Linked DNA regions of Danio rerio: regions 1 and 3 are each linked to region 2. A link is a contact called in public Hi-C data. All regions are on one chromosome and are shown on one strand. The core of a region is the stretch at or near the end of the contact, and the rest is flanking DNA. Distances in the headings are between cores, read along the strand shown.

Evidence for each region. A called contact is a pair of places that touch in the nucleus more often than the background predicts.
Region 1: a contact with region 2 is called in a Hi-C map of hematopoietic stem cells, with 6 times the contacts expected there. The contact joins the promoter of dhx57 here to the promoter of prkceb in region 2. A contact is called at or near these places in 3 of 18 Hi-C or Micro-C datasets (caudal fin, hematopoietic stem cells and an unstated tissue) and 1 of 4 datasets of contacts at active chromatin or transcription factors (embryo).
Region 3: a contact with region 2 is called in a Hi-C map of an unstated tissue, with 4 times the contacts expected there. The contact joins the promoter of calm2a here to the promoter of prkceb in region 2. A contact is called at or near these places in 2 of 18 Hi-C or Micro-C datasets (caudal fin and an unstated tissue).

Annotation. Positions count from the first base shown.
Region 1 is chr13:8,716,938-8,720,561 of GRCz12tu, reverse strand. It overlaps dhx57 (DEAH (Asp-Glu-Ala-Asp/His) box polypeptide 57), which reads left to right and starts at 1,894. Exons shown (of 23, transcript XM_021480720.3): 1 at 1,894-2,000; 2 at 2,261-2,728; 3 at 3,060-3,263. The coding sequence starts at 2,322.
Region 2 is chr13:8,969,907-8,973,772 of GRCz12tu, reverse strand. It overlaps prkceb (protein kinase C, epsilon b), which reads left to right and starts at 2,578. Exons shown (of 15, transcript XM_021472628.3): 1 at 2,578-3,500. The coding sequence starts at 3,153.
Region 3 is chr13:9,161,497-9,165,496 of GRCz12tu, reverse strand. calm2a (calmodulin 2a (phosphorylase kinase, delta)) reads left to right here and starts at 2,470. Exons shown (of 6, transcript NM_199996.2): 1 at 2,470-2,517; 2 at 3,497-3,527. The coding sequence starts at 2,515.

The DNA.
Region 1 (3,624 bases), core at 645-3,144, 250 kb after region 2:
TGACTCACAAATAATTTGCTGGACTGAAAAGACTTGATTCTGTGAACTCAGCAACCTCTGAGAGAGCTTTTACTAAAGCTGTCTATCTAATGTAATTGGACCATTACGAATAGTGGAGTGCAGTGAGCTAGAGCAGTGCTAGCAGTGTTTGGCAGCATGTTGAGACACTAGGAAGAAAAAAAAACAGCTTTTATGCAAGACACTGAATTCCTTGCTCATATGTAACATGATGACACTTTTCTAGACGGCTGAACCTATATATTTTTAATGTTGTGAGTCCTCTATGATTGGGCTGTGCAATACAATACAGGCTATACATTTTACAGATGCAATTCAAAACTGCAGGACATTTTATTTGGGGCACTTAGTTATCCAAAAGGCCAGTGGTGGACGAAGCAACAATGTGCTTTTATGTTTTAAAGCATAATGATAATTCCTTACGCCAGACCCCACACCAGCTGATTGGTGGAGAGAAGACAGTCTAAGTGCTAAAGCCAATTATGATATGGGGAGGGTTAGGAGGCCATGATGGAGAGAGGCCAGTGGGCAGATTTGGCCAGGATGCCAGGGTGAAACCCCAACTCTTTTCAAAGGACATCCTGGGATTTTTAACGACCACAGAGAGTCGGGACCTCAGTTTAAAGTCTCATCCGAAAGACAGCGCTCACTGAGCAGTTTAGAGTCCCCGTCACTATACTGGGGCATTAGGACCCACACAGAGCAGGTTGAGCGCCCACTGCTGGCTTCACTAACCCTACTTCCAGCTGCAACCTAGCTTTCCCATGTGGTCTCCTATCCAGGTACTGACCAGGCGCAGACCTGCTTAGCTTCAGCGGGCGATCATGTGAGAGTTGCAGAGAGCTATAGCTGCCAGCAAGTATTACTTATTGATGTTCTTTTTTAGCAAGCTAATGATAATTCAAGAGTGGAAGTGACAAAATAGACTATTAAAAGAGTAGAAACGAAATAAATGTAGAGATAAATGTGTGATGCAAATATAACCAGAATATACAAATTGATCTTATAGTACGCTATATGCCTTAATTTATGACCAAATGCAATAGCCGCGAGGAAGCTGAATGACCTTTATGGCTATTTTTAAATACAACCCACCTAGTTCAGGTTCAGTCATTTCACATACAGCTCAACTTAACTGCTTAACATTGTATAGTCATGGCCTAAAAATAAGATTTACACTTAACTGTAAAAAAAAAAAAAAAAAAAAGTAAAACTATGGTAATGTAGAGGGTATAAGCTGGATGAAAATAGAGAAAACTCTGACTTTCCCATTCAGTGTTATTGATGCTCTATCTCAGAAATCTTTACAATTTATTATGGATGGGGAAGTTAACCCTATATTGGAACACTCACAGCAGGTCTGGAAAAAAGAACATAAGATATTTTATTTGTTCCATTAAAAACAAGGCTATTCTTCAATATAAAATAACCCTGCTATGAAGATAGGAAAGAAAACACTAGTATTTTCACATATATATATATGTGTGTGTAAATGATGTAATTTACATTAAAGATCCTGAGGTGTGGAATCTTTGAGTAAAGACTGTCATAAACATCTGACCATAATGCATCCACAAACATACATTGAAAAAACAAAAACAAATGATTTGTTGTGTAACATACATTAATAGACTCAAATTTAAATCTAATTCTTTTATTTTCACTTGACGGCAATATCCTTTTAATTTGAACTTCTTTAGTTTTTGAAGACAGAGGAAACTTTATATAGTTCTAAGTATGTGAATGGTATCTTTAGAGAATTTATGTGAAATTTCGGTTATTCATTTCAAAATACAGCAGCGAAGATAATTCAAAGACTTAAAGCTTTTATTTTGTAACAAAACACCTTTATTTTGAAAACGAAGCATGTTTCCTGTTGAAGCACTCCACTTGCTGCAAAATTCCACCTTTCATTTTCACAATCATACCAAAGTAGCTGTAACTGTACAGCAAGAGATTCGTGTATAACTTCAATTTGTTTTGTGAGTTGGGTTTCATTGTCAATTACCATTATAAGTTGAACTGCTGTTGTACTTGTAACGTTAGTCTGCCGGTAATGTACTAACGTGACCGTTTAAACGTCATCATAACTCATAACACGTTGAGTCACTGTGTTTTCACGTTTGAACATTTGTTTATGCTTGCAATCTTCATCAACATAAAATCAAGGCAGATAAGAAATTCAAATGAGAAACATATTCTTAATTGTTAAAAAGCTGCTTTTGTACATAATGTTTTTCAGGAAGTGCTTCAAAGCACTTGATTTATGTGATTCATGGATGCTCTAAAAGGTAGCTGAAGTCATGAGTGGAAGGAGAAGGAGCAAACCCAATCGGGGTGGAGGTCGGTTTAATAAACCCAGGGGAGGTAGAGGAGGAGGTGGTGGAGGTGGAGGCAAGAAATTTGCCAGTGGAGGCTGGGATGATGGAGATGATTTCAGCCTGGATTTTGGTCCCAGTCGCTCATTCAAGCCTCCCTCCTCTAGAGGTTCGAGAGGTGGAGGTGTCCGCGGGGCTCAGGGTGGAAGAGGCAGAGGAAGATCTCTGGGACTACCTAGAAAACACGATGATGACGAGGAGAAGAGATCCAGGTTTAGATCAGAACAAGTGCCTCTTCCCTTGCAGAAGATTCACATGACGTCAGAGAACAAACTACAGGTCAAAGAACTTCTTCGGGAACTTCAGAATCAGGAGTATCAAACCCCTAACAGGTGAACTTGTGTTTGCTTCTATAGAAACAGCAGTCACCATTTATTTAGTAGTTTTATGTTCATATAATTCATTCATTTTAAAACACAATGCGAACAACTAATTTCAAGATCTATCAAAACATTACAAAATTTGGTTTGAATAGAATCTATGATTGGCTATTACATTTTTGGTTTCGTCTATTTAGCCAACAAAGCATTCAAAATGTTCTAATCAAATTAAAAAAAACAATAGCAACATGTATTATTATCTAGTTACACTCAACTCCTCAAACAGACATTTATATTGGTTTACATAGTTTTTAATGCTGAATAATGTGTTCTTGTCATGTAGTGGCTCTGATTATGAAGGTGGAGAGGAGGAAGAGGATGAGGAGTATGATGAGCTGGACCATCGAGAGGAAGGTCAGTACTGGATAACCCATGATGATGGAGTAGAATATGCGGAGACTGATGACTGGATGGAAGACCCTGTTGAGGAAAAGCACAAAAAACCCGAACCGGTGATCTCCCTGTTTGCTCTTGGAACTCTGTGCAGGTATACTATTGCTAGAAGATTACCCTGTATAATTAGGTTCAGTATTATGTTTTTGAAAAGCAGCTATGCTTACTATTAATTCTACATTAAAATTAAGTGGCAGTGTTTTAGGGTTTAAAACTTAAAACTGTGTTTCATTGTGGGATATAACAATTATACAATACATCAGTATGCTTAAATGACCAACATCTGCTCTATTTAGACTACTTTAAAGTATTCTTGAAAGACACATGATAAAAAAAAGTTTCTGGTCAGTGTCCTTTTAATAAAACTTAATAAACTTAATAAAACCAATTTAAATATCATATACCATCAAATTATGTTAACAAATTATTAATATTGAGAATCATCAAGTGTATTT
Region 2 (3,866 bases), core at 1,329-3,828:
CAAAAAGCCGTAAATGGCTGCTTCTATTCTTGCAACACAGAGCCTACACACTCATAAACCCCACACTATCAGTGTTTGAAAGGGGCATTCATTTTCCTCCTACTGGTGATGTCATCATTTTGGAGTCACACCACACGCTAGACTTGTGTGAGGCCATATAATGTGAACTAGAACATCTTTGACTAATGTCATCGCAAGCTGAGAATCAGCCTCAGGGAAAAGTCCTGATGTTGAAACAACATCACCATTCATCCTTCAGTAGACATCACTCATCTAATTATTGTGTCTCAAACAAAAGGACACACAGCTCGAAATGAGTTGCATTAAATGGAGTGCTTTTTTAAGTGTACACCATCCTTTACCATTTTAGGAACATGTGAAATATGTTTTATCATACAGTATGCATTTATTCATATAAAGATATAATAACTGATGGTGTGATTCCACATAATTGTGCACTTAGTAATTTATCAAAAACCAAAAAGAATAATTAATATACAGTTGAAGTCAGAATGATTAACCCCCCTGAATTATTAGTCCCGTTTATTTTTCCTCCAATTTTTGCTTAACGGAGAGATGTTTTCAACACATTTTTAAACATAATAATAATTTTAATAACTCATTTCTAATAACTGTTTTATTTTATCTTAATAAAAATAATATTTTACTAGGCTTAACTTGGTTAATTAGGTTAACTAGGCAGGTTAGGGTAATTAGGCAAGTTATTGTATAACGATGGTTTGTTCTGTAGACTATCGAATGAAATATAGCTCAAAGGGGCTAATAATTTTGTCCTTAAAATGGAGCTTTAAAAATTATTAACAGCTTTTATTCTAGCCGAAATAAAACAAACAAGACTTTCTTCAGAAGAAAAAATATTATCTGGTACTGTGAAAATTCCCTTGTTCTGTTAAACATCATTTGGGAAATATTTAAAAAAGAAAAAACAAAAACAAAGGGGGGCTAATAATTCTGACTTCAACTGCACACACACACACACACGCATGCACACATGCACACACACACACACACACACACACACACACACACACACACACACACACATATATATATATATATATATATATATATATATATATATATATATATATATATATATATATATATATATAAGTGAATAGTAAAAAGCTTTAAACATTAGACTAATTGTGCTTTACATGTTGTTGTGTTACAAGATAATATTAGTTAAAATATTTGTATTAAAGCATGCAGAAATAATGGTGTTTATTTTTAAACAATATTTGAAAAATATATTGAATCTAGTCACATTTAACACTATATCAAGATGCATTTTTTGTCTCTAATAGTTTTACATAATGTATTTGATTTATTTTGTAGTCTTGAGATTACGTATGTACTGAATTATGCTCTTATTAACATATTAATCATGCAACAAATGCAAAAAAAGTGTTAACAATTTTGAAAGTACAGTAAAGTATTAAGATGCCAATATTTCCAGCCAATACTCCTGTAAAGACACTGCCATCTACTGGATTTCACGGCTTGCATAATATAATTAAATATTAATCGTTATTAGTTGTTAAAATGACGAAATAAAGCTCAGCAGTCTTATTTTATAAAACATTTTTGCTAAATAGTTTTTTTTTCTATTTTAGAAGACAAAGGCAAGAGATGAATAGAGACGAGTTTATAAAACATGCTTTTAAAATGTATGTGCTTTCAAGCGCCATTTCCCCGGCACTTTTAATATTAAATGAATGGTGGAACAGACAGTGCGAATTAGTAGGCTACTATTTTTTCAATAATTATTTTCTATCATCATACATGACCCACTAGGCTTGGCGTTGAAATGGAAATTCCAACCACGAGATGTCGCTTTTGCTTGACTTATTTTTGAAAAAGTGGATCTCTAATGTATTACATTACCAAGTATACCGTTGTCCACAGCTCTGTGTCTGTGTCCGAAGCCTTTCTTCAGATCAAGTATTTCAGTGTTATTTTTTTAACTCACATCCTACTGTAGATTTAATTACATGTACATAGAAAATGGTATATAAATTAAGTTTTTTTGTCTTTTCTTTTTGCAACTACACACTAACATCAACATGTTTGCATAATTTGCTCAAAACAATCAACTTTTTTTGTTTTATTAGAGTATTAACTCGAGTTTTCTAGAATAAAATTAGTGGAGCATTTGTAGATCATTTACAGTGCAGCTGGAGTCATAGTACAGCACTGAAACATCTGAGGATCACACCCTAACGAATTCCAACGTGTTACAGTGTACAAACCAGCCTTTCCGAATATTCACAAATTATAGGCTTATAGGCTAAAATTGTATTAAGATATAGTGATTAAGAAACAAACGGCGTTCACGCGGTCTGTAGTCGTCTTATCTGCGTTTTATGCCTTTGGGCAAGGTGCATTATTCACATATGGTCTCCATGTTCCTTCTTCATCTTTAAGCCTGTGTATGATGCTTGACCAGAGAGTAGCAGCAGCGTCGGGTCCAACAGGGCCGCTCCAGTACCGCACTTACTCAGCCCTCTCCGCGCACTAACTGACGTGTTTTGCGCATTTCCTGGACCAGCCTTCAGACACATACAGTCGGGAGAAAAAGAGGCAGGTCTGCAGGAAACTGAGTACCGACGGACAAACAAGGATCCTGGGAGAAGCAAGTGAGAACGGAACCCTTGAAAACACTCATTCTCCTGTCAGAAGCGCATCGAAAGACGCTTTTGCGGAGATAACTTTCCTCCCAATGCGCGGAGGAGACACGTCAAGCGTTCCAGCCAGTCGATGGAACGGGCAGCTCACCCAGAGGAGATCCAGCATATATTTCTGGCATGTTTTGAGGTGTGGAATGCTGGTCGAGTCGCTGCTGATACGCTGTAGCTCTGTCTTTTCGCTCCAACTTGGATTGCTGACTGCATGCAGGGTGTTTGGACAGCTTCAAGATCACATGCAGGTTGTCCGTAGGTCATAGCAACAGATCCCCTCTACCTTCTACACACTGCATGAAGATCCACGCGGACGAGGAAGGGCATTTCCCGCTATCTCATAAATAAAAACAATCTTGAAAACACACCGGTGAACCGTGACATACACTGGTTAAATAATTAACCAGGCGCTGAAGTGGAATATTGTTACTAAAGCTCTCGAAAGTGGCCATGGTGGTTTTTAACGGTCTGTTGAAAATAAAAATCTGCGAGGCTTTGGACCTAAAGCCCACAGCTTGGTCTTTGAGACACGCCGTCGGACCCAAGACTCAAACCTTTCTGCTAGACACGTACATCGCCCTCAACGTAGACGACTTTCGCGTGGGTCAGACTTCGACCAAGCAGAAGACCAACAGTCCCGCCTGGCACGATGAGTTAGTGACGGAGGTGCACGATGGACGGAAGATTGAGCTGTCGGTGTTTCATGATGCACCGATTGGCTACGACGACTTTGTGGCCAACTGCACCATTCAGTTCGAGGAACTGCTGCATAACGGCAGCAAACACTTCGAGGACTGGGTAATGTCATTTATTGTTTATTTAGTGCCCCAAAGCTGTTAGAAATAGCTTGCTGTGATTGGAAATAATTGGTCTTTCCTGGTCATTATTTGCTATAATATCCCACAAACCAGCAGAGCTACAACCACTATAGAATACATAAATCCTTCAAGGGACTTTGTTACAGCTAATCACAATGTCTGCTAAGATCAGAAATTGTTCATGTTCCATAACAGTCAATGGTTTAAACTGAGGTTATTCATTGTTATAACACATTCAGTGCTAGTAAATGTTTCAGTTACCACAAAAGTTAGGTTATAACTTATCAGAGATGGCAACACCTGTGGCCAAAATGCTAGCAAAAGGAATTCGCATTAACCGGAAATG
Region 3 (4,000 bases), core at 1,221-3,720, 190 kb before region 2:
CATCTATTTATGACTCAATTTCACATAAATAATGCCAATTGGAAACACATTCAGTGACAGTTTACCCTAAATTCACTGGATTTAATAATCTAATTTTGTTCTAAACCTGTTTGCCTTTATTTAATTATACATATATTTTTTTATATGTATATATATATATATATATATATATATAATAATATATATATATATTAAATAATATATATAATTATATATTTAATAACATATTTAATTTAGAACAAAAATTTAAATTTTAAATAACTACCAAAAACCCATTTGACATTTTTCAAAACCTCTTATGTAGCTACAAGGACTAGCGAATGAGTCTTCAAACTGATCCTAGTTTCCTCTCTCCCACCTGCAACTTCACTTGGTAGTCCAGAGACAGGTGGCCAGCGGGAAAGACAGAACCAGGTAGCCAAGCATAGAGAAACAGGTAAATCAGATACTCCCATGCATTCAGTGAGAGCAAGCAGGTCTCTACTGCTGCTCGTGTGCTCATAAACCTTATGCCACATCTGACACATCGCTTGATGAGCCTGTCACAACTGATTATTCATTGCATGCACAAAATACACAGAAATTAGTCACTATCAGTCGGTTTTATATTAGCACATTTGTTCATTTAGAAGTCTCTATAATGTGTTTACCATGTTACTTTGAATATGCGATCGGAAATAGCATGCAAGCATGACTTCAAAACAGCATTAACACTATCTAATTGACTGTGAACAATGTTGTACTTTGATGATCACTGGCTAATATGATTTTTCTATTTAGAATTTGCAAAGAAAACTTTTCTGAAATTATGTTTTTAAGGAGAATGTCTGAATATCTGAATATAAAACCAACTTTACCTCTATCAGTCACAGGGTTATAACTTGTTATGAGGAGCTATTAGTCTTATATACTACTAACTACTTGGTGTAATTGCAATTAAGCCAAATTTTACATCAAGGCAACCATTCTGTAAAGCTTGCCAAAGGACATAGAGGTAAAGTTGGTTTTATATTGGTACACTTGGACTTTCCCCTTAATAATATAATTCCATAAAAGTATTATTTGCAAACTCTAAATAGCAAAATAATATAAGCAGCCAATGACTATCAAAGTACAACATTGTTCACAGTCAAATAAACAGTGTTGAGGTTGTTTTCAAGTCATACTTGCAGGTTCAGACCGAATATTCAAAGTACTGTGGTAAACAATATAGGGAGTGTGTCACAAGTTGTCACTAAATGAATATGCCAGTATAAAACATAACTTTAGAGGTAACTTTACCTCTATTCATAGGCCAGCCATGCCAAAAAAATCAGATAAAGATATTAGTGGATTTCACTGCAAAACTAATGGTCAAATTCTTTTAAAGGAGTGGGATGGGTCACTCATTTGTTTTATTTTGCTGATCACATTGAAATTTCGCATAATGATCAGTCTATATGCTCCGTCTCTGAATTTTGCTATCTTTCTGTTTATTGTTGTTTTAACATATTCAGATTAGTGGCTTCAATGGGTTTACCGGTCATATAAATAAAACTATTATATTGGTTCTCACAGTGCTGAATGCGCTGGCTATCAAGTATTAATTAATTGCTCAAGCCTATTTGCTAAGGTGGCATCACATTCATCATCATCATCAAAACGACAACATTTAGCCTACTTCTTGATCACCTAACGCTTAATGCATATCATCACAAAATACTAGTATTTATATATATATATATATATATATATATATATATATATACATATATATATATATATATATATATATATATATATATATATATATATATATATATATATATATATATATGTATATATAAACTACTAGGTATAGGCTTTATTATGTCAGTTATCAAGGTTGTTTCAAGCTGTAAAACTAAACAGCCTATACAATAAATAAGTCTATATCAAATTAAATAAAATATGTACAAATGGAGACTGCAATAGATGGGCATATTTTTGCCTTAAAATCCTAAATAGTTGATAAAATTCGTCACTTTCTATTGCATTCCTGCCACGAGCCCTGGTTAATTTTTAACCCTGATGTGTAGTGAGTGAGTCTGCCTGGGAATGCAGCTCTACTCGGATCGTAGCGAGTGACGCATTGCGGGTACAAATAGACCAATCAGAAGCAGTTTTCCTTAGCCATAACGTACAGTTCTGCGTTTGACGCATCACATTTTAGCAGAATGTATGTCTCCGCTGGTTTGATAGTTCCACTATAACAGGTTCCTCTTTCCTGCATATACCATATCTTAGCAATATGAATGGATCGCTATTTTAAAACGTCTACGGTATTTTGTATCGCACGTTCATTTATCACAACTAAGTCATGTTTGACGATCGTTTATGATAGGCAAGGAAGTGTGGTGGCGGATGGAGAAATGCAGGGGGAGGAGTTTATAAGCGACCATTAAAGGCGCGTCAAGCCCTGTGTGATTGCATCCTGTTTGTTTGCCAGCTGTGCACTGTTGTTCTGTGTGGAAATACATCTGCTAAAACAGCGCGATGGTGAGTAAAACCGTTAAATTACCATTACTGTTTATCTGGTGCAAATGCACTTATAATTGTAGCCAGCGTAAGTTATATTCAATAATGTGCGTTACATTCAGCATACAGTTCGTTGATAATGAATATATGCATGATATATATATATATATATATATATATATATATATATATATATATATATATATATATATATATATATTGTGTGTGTGTGTGTGTGTGTGTGTATGTAACTTAACGTTATAGATTGAATGTAACGTAACGTTATGGCAGTGATGTGGTTTAATAGGTATTATTTTGTTTGTATTTTTATGCGTAACGTTAATAATTTCATGCATAGAATATCAGTTAAATATTAGCTTTTTTTCTGCAACGTGAGTATGTTAAAGCATCAACTTTGAAAAGCTTAAATGATAGCGAAAACGTTTTAACGGGGATCTCATTTATGGCGCATTTCTTTTGCAAGAGCTCAGTTTTGAATATGTGCTCGTTATCTAACTTTGGTATGAAAAGCATCGTGGACGTCTGTCCTTTAATTTAGTGTTCCCCTCATGAATATAGCTGCACAAAGACTTTTAAGAGCGATGGAGAGGCACTGCGCCACCTTCTGCGTTTAATATCAAACTAATAGTAAACGCCAGAATGACAATTATGATATTTTGTTCACTCTCGTTGTTGCAAAACCATCCGACTTGTTGCCATTTCTTTAGAACGCATAAAGTACCTGCTGTTTACTTTCATCTAATATTATCCTCATAAAGGAACGTATTCTTTAAGGATACATTATGAATATAAATGAAAATCTAAGTGAGTCTCATTTATAAAGTCCACATTTATAAATCATCATCTGCATCTGTATTAACTTTTAAGAAGCATGGTTGATCAGTATAGGTTTTCCAGTAGTCCGTTCCAAAAATAATTGGATCTCCCAGTGCTTGAAATTATTATTTTCATTGTACATCTTTCATTTTCTCATTTGCAGGCTGACCAGTTGACAGAAGAGCAGATCGCCGGTAAGACATTGGCACGTGGCTGGTGGTGTGGATTCCCATGGTTTTCCCCTCTTCTCAGCCCCCCCTCTCCATGGATTTATATTATTTCCTTTTATGGCGAGCCCTGAGTCTTGCTGTGGACCTTTTTCCTAATGATTGGACGGGTTGTTGTGGAGGGAAGCAACTAAGACCAGGATTTAAAACCAAATCAATGAATAATTCCTATGGCTAATTGTAGTTTTCAATGAACACATCCTTCTCTTGTTCGGGAGAGTTAGTAACTGCAGGCACTGAGGAACAAGGGTGTGTCCCCTGTTGGACTGAACATCCTAGTGGCTTTGGCATGAAGTTAATGTTTGTTTGACCACTGGCATGGGTCTAGTTATGACCCGACAATGCAGAAACTAGTTTTATTGACATATCATTATATGCTTGGATTCTTAGAGTGTGATATTGCTGCTTTTGTTAGAACACATTGTTTTGGATTCTGGTCA